Regions from separate parts of the Mus musculus genome. Here region 2 is linked to region 1. The links are chromatin contacts, called in public Hi-C maps. All regions are on one chromosome and are shown on one strand. The core of a region is the stretch at or near the end of the contact, and the rest is flanking DNA. Distances in the headings are between cores, read along the strand shown.

Region 1 (2,700 bases), core at 90-2,589:
AAACAATGCTAGCCCTGGTGGTACATGCATGTATTCCCAGTTTTGTGGAGGTTGCAGTAAGAGAATTGTGAGTTCAAGGCCTGCTTAGGCTGCAATAGAGAACTCAAAATCAGTCCACGAAACTTGGAGAGTATTTCTCAAACTAAGCAGTTGTAATTGGTGGGAATATCTCAGTGGAAGAGCATTTATTTGTTGAGCATGTGCAAGGCAATAGGCTCAATCTCTAACATCATAAGAGAAATTTGCTGAGTACATACAAAATGGCATGTAGCACTACAGAAACTGGAGATTTGAACATGTTTTCTTTTCTCTGAGTGCATAGCAGATACTGAGGGAAAAGACAACAAATACATCATCAATAACAAAAGTTGACAATGTTGTTACTTTTTTGTTTTGTTTTGTTTTGTTTGTTTGTTTTTTGGAGACAGGATTTCTCTGTATAGCCCTGGCTGTCCTAGAACTCACTCTCTAGACCACGCTGGCCTTGAACTCAGAAATCCACCTGGCTCTGCCTCCTAAATGCTAGAATTAAAGGCGTGGGCCACCACTGCCTGGCTTGTTACAATGTTTAAAATCTTACCCCTTCTAGATTAGTGCTAGGAGCCATGCTATCTGAGTTGTGTGCTACTTAGAAGAGTGCAGGAATATAGCACATTAAGGAAGAGAACAGACTGTGCAAACAATTAGTGTAAAACAGATGATCTGACTTGTTTCACATGGGCAAGGGGGTCTTTAAGGCTGTCAAATGACAAATAAAACTGTGACTATGCTTCATATCTGACAAAAATTTGATTAGATTTATGGTCAGGTTTTTGATAACAACTTGAGGTTTTTAAATTGGAAAGTAATCGAAAAGAGTACAGAGAAGAGCATGACACCTTAGAATTAGAAGAAAATATCTTAAGCTGGGCCACAAAGGGCTCTGTTTTTGCCCCTCCCCATTTTACGATTTTGAAATCCACCCAAAAATTAATAGTAAAATGAATAACTTGAGGAAGTGCATATTACAGAAATATATACTGTATATGAAGAAAACACAACGTCTGACAGTATATGGTTAGGACCTCAGAGAAATGTGTACTCCAGCGCCCTCTGCTGAATTCTTATGTCTATTTTCCTAAATTCTTGTGACGCAGTTTCGGATTCAAAGCTAAAGTGGCAAGGACCCTGCACCACAGACATAACAGGGTTGCTAGTAACAGCATTGAGGGGATTGGCAAAGACCTTAACCTCTGGTTTGGGTTGGCAGCCCGCAGGAGAGTATAAGCTCATGTTTTTGGACAAGTAGATGTCCGTAAACATTAAGAATAAAGCTGTTGTCATTACAGAGCAGCAGTCCAGCAGGTGGAGATAGAGGGTAACAAGAGGGCCTCAGCTTCTCTGAAATTTCTAGAACTGGACTGCTTTATTAGAGTTTAAGGCTGTGTTCCAAGTTTTCAATGATGGAATTAATCTTTGGAGCTATTTCTTTTATTATTATTTTCTTCAGAGTTTCCAGAATAACCTACACTACAAAGATTTTAGGCAGTGGTGTAGAGAACAGTATATAAACACATACACATGTAAATTTGTGCACTTTTGGGAAGGGAATGTCTTTACCTTTCATTAGATTTTCACAAAGCATTTGTTTGGTAAGTGCTTGCATTAGAAGACAGAACCCTGGGCCATTGATAGGACACTGTAATTGCTTTTCAGAATTCTAGAGCCAAACTCTCTTTGTAATATTTACTAGGCTTGTTCCTAGCTTGAAATCCCAGGCAATGTTCCCAGCTTGTCTCTGACACACCTGCCTCATCCATAAAATGGGCTTACTAGCAGCATTAATGAAATAGCTGATGGAAATGAGTCTAGGCTTCCCCAAGAGTTCAGTAAGCCTTGGCAACATTTTAATACATCATGCTGATATAAAGACTCAAAATCCATTATCTCCTTTGATGTTAAATACAATTGTATGAAACGTGTTTGCACTTAAAGGAATATGAGATAGACAGACTAAATTACTTGAACAAGATCATGCAGTCAAGTTAATGACAAAATGAGACACTAGAAATTTTTTTAAAAAGTACAAAAAACCCTTACCATAATTGACTGCTATAAAATCCTTATATTGATGATTTAAGCCCAAATTCTGATTCTGGATTTCATTTTACAGTTGAAAAATGATATCCCATATGGTACTGTACCCAGTCTTAGCTTAAACATGTGTTACAAGAAGCAAAATATATCTTAGAAGAATCCAGTATATTTACGGAAGAAAACTTCATTACCATGTGCTTTGTAAATACTGAGAATTCTCTTTTTTTTTAGAGCTAAAATTTCTTTTTTAAAATTTTTATTAGATATTTTCTTCATTTACATTTCAAATGCTATCCCAAAAGTCCCCTATATCCTCCCCCCACCCTGCTCCCCAACCCACCCACTCCCACTTCTTCGCCCTGGCATTCCCCTGTACTGGGGCATATACAGTTTGCAAGACCAAGGGGCCTCTCTTCCCAGTGATGGCCGACTAGGCCATCTTCTGCTACATATGCAGCTAGAGACACGAGCTCTGGGGGTACTGGTTAGTTTATATTGTTGTTCCACCTATAGGGTTGCAGATCCCTTTAGCTCCTTGAGTACTTTCTCTAGCTTCTCCACTGGGGGCCCTGTGTTCCATCCTATAGATGACTGTGAGCATCCTTGTATGTATTTGCCAGGCAC
Region 2 (2,700 bases), core at 52-2,551, 950 kb before region 1:
TTTTGTTTTGTTTTGTTTTACCCTGCTATATACTAGGTCCAACTGCTAAATACTATGGCACAATTCTTACTCATGAATTATGAGAGAAAGTCCTTTGAAGAGCTTCTGAGATTTCACTTTACCTAAAAATAGGATGAAAAGCAACAATTTCTCTGTCAGGCTTTGAGTATCGTGGTATGAACATTTGATGCTTGGCACCCTTGTACTCACCTGTTGGCATGCTAATGAGATTTAACTTCAATCCTTGCTATCTATTGAGTCACTGATTCGAGCAACACCAGAATGTACCATCTTCAGAATATTTGTGAAAGAGAAGGATTTTTAAAAATCACAAGTTAGTTAATTTTATTTAAGTTGCTGCCATTTGAGTCTTAAGGGCTTCAAGATGATGCAAATAGGTTATGAAGGGAAACTGCTAAGTTAGGTTACATTAAATGTGGGGAAAAAAACTGAGTTGCCTAGGTATTTGGTGCTCAGGAGGCAGTTCAATATGTAGGAATGAAAACAAAACAAGATATGGGTTTGTCTTAGGCACTGAAGAAAGAGGCCTTTTTAAAGAAAATGTACCAAGAGGTCTTGATAGTCACTGTAAAATGCCACTGTCATAATGGTTAATATTTCAGTAATTCCCATATATGGTGTTCTCTTCCAAGGTTATAGGTAAAGAATAATAGGAATCTGCAAAAGAGGAGACATGAACCTCATTAGAATCAGTAATAATGCCTCCAAGAAGAAACCTTAGAGTTTGCTCAGTATAATCTCAGAAAATGCTGATAATGCTGTCAATCCTCTTTGCTTCCCACATCCCACATTCTGAGCTTTCCTTATAGTAGTAGCTCCAGCAAAAAATCCATTCCCCTTAAGGGACTTCCCTTGGATGTGTTAATCAGCTCATCCTTGTTCTTATAATTCTATTAAACCCAATGGTCTATAACTAAGTTCCTATATATGCTTACAGCCACCAGAGGACAGTACGGTCTAGACAAGCCTTGCCAGCCAGCAATTCAAGCCAGTCCTCCTGGAATCATTTATTGCCTGGATCAGAGGCCCACCTGCCACTGTCTTTAATTTTAGTCTGGGCACGAGAGGCAGTAGAAAGGAACCTCACAGGCACTGGGTTTTAAAGTAAACTGTAATGCCTTGTTTTTGTTTTCATTGCTCAGTTTCAGGCTTTGTGGGGTAGCAAGAACTCCTCATGGTCTCAGAGACATGGATTAAAGCCAAAAGTAGCTGGGAGCACAGGCCAAGGGATATATTTGGAAGGTGGATTCCAACTCCTCTTCCTCCGGAAGGGGCAGGCGGGCCTTGGCCTTATGCCCAGATCGCAGAACCGTAGACTCAGAGCTGAAAGAATCCTTAGCACAACAAGCAGAAATCTTTAGTTTACTGGCCCGTGACTGCCCTAAAATTATATGCTGAATTGTGGTGTCTGCATCCAAAGATTTCATCAGAGTCTCAGAAGTCTGAGATGCCACAAAAGGTTAAGAAGAACCCAATACTTTAAGTCACAGATGAGGCCCTAAGAAGGGAGAGACGTGCCCAAGGTCAGTTATTCAGGAGTAGAGCTGGACTAAAAATCAAGTAGACATGCTACACTACAAAACATAATTCTTAAAATGTTTGCGTTCAAACTGGAGAGTAAGGACCCAGGGTTATGTCAGAGGTAAGCTGGAGCTGGATATAGTGTCTTCCAGAGGCTCGCTCTCCTCGCCCCCTTCTTTCCCTCCTCTCTGTTTTTGTCTCTCTTTGTGTGTGCATGTGTGTACTTATGTGTGTGCATGTGAGTGTGCATATATGTGTGTGTGTGTGTGTGTGTGTGTGTGTGTGTGTGTGTAGGTGCCTGTGTTTATGTAGATAGTAAGATGGGTTGGATGTTTTGGAGAAGTTCTTAGAGTGCTTTCCCTATGATTGTATCTGCTTACTTCTTTTTTTCACTGTGATCACTAAGTTTCCTTGGAATCTACCTCCATATGCCACAACAAAGTTTAACTGTTAATTGGGCACAATCTTCATAACTCCTCTCTTATTTGGGCTTATAAAAATGGGCCTTGGTCATACTCAATGCTGGGCTATGACAGAATTAGAATAATAATTATTATAGTAAAAAATAATTAGAGAATATTACAGTATTTTCTAACTATCCCAATTTTGTTATTAGATTAGTGGCCAATAGAATGCCAGAAAGAGAAGAATCTTAGAAAATGCATACATCCAATTCCTTGACTATACAAATGAAGCTCTATGTCCTTCCAAAGGAAGCAATGTCCCATAGAATGTATGGAACTATAGCTATACCCACTATTATATGAATACTATTTTTTCTACCACATTGGCTGTATGTCTTAGCTAGGGTTTTATTGCTGTGAACAGAAACCATGACCAAGACAATTCTTATAAAGGACAACATTTAATTGGGGCTGGCTTACAGTTTCAGAGCTTCAGCCTTAATTATCATTAAGGCAGGATCATTGGCAACATTCAGATAAGCATGGTGAAGGAGGAGCTGAGAGTTCTACATCTTCATCTGAAGGCTGCTAGCAGAATATTGGCTTTCAGATAGCTAGGATGAGGGTCTTAAAGCTCATGCCCACAGTGACACACATACTCCAACAGGGCCATAACTTCTAATAGTGCCACACCCTGGGCCAAGTATACATAAACCATCATACTATATTAATGCTTTTTGTGTTGTTTTGAAAA

The links. A called contact is a pair of places that touch in the nucleus more often than the background predicts.
Region 2: a contact with region 1 is called in a Hi-C map of uterus, with 3 times the contacts expected there. The contact joins two enhancer-like sites. A contact is called at or near these places in 2 of 484 Hi-C or Micro-C datasets (cardiomyocytes and uterus).

Annotation. Positions count from the first base shown.
Region 1 is chrX:97,430,105-97,432,804 of GRCm38.p6, reverse strand. No RefSeq gene overlaps it. Among named protein-coding and RNA genes, the nearest start is that of Eda2r, 54 kb to the right of the region's middle. Within about 2 kb of position 1,339, at least 60 of the 459 cell types and tissues checked have an H3K27ac peak or open chromatin away from gene starts, as enhancers often do. A contact at or near this core is called in uterus, where this site is marked.
Region 2 is chrX:98,378,997-98,381,696 of GRCm38.p6, reverse strand. No RefSeq gene overlaps it. Among named protein-coding and RNA genes, the nearest start is that of Ar, 230 kb to the right of the region's middle. Within about 2 kb of position 1,301, at least 27 of the 459 cell types and tissues checked have an H3K27ac peak or open chromatin away from gene starts, as enhancers often do. A contact at or near this core is called in uterus, where this site is marked.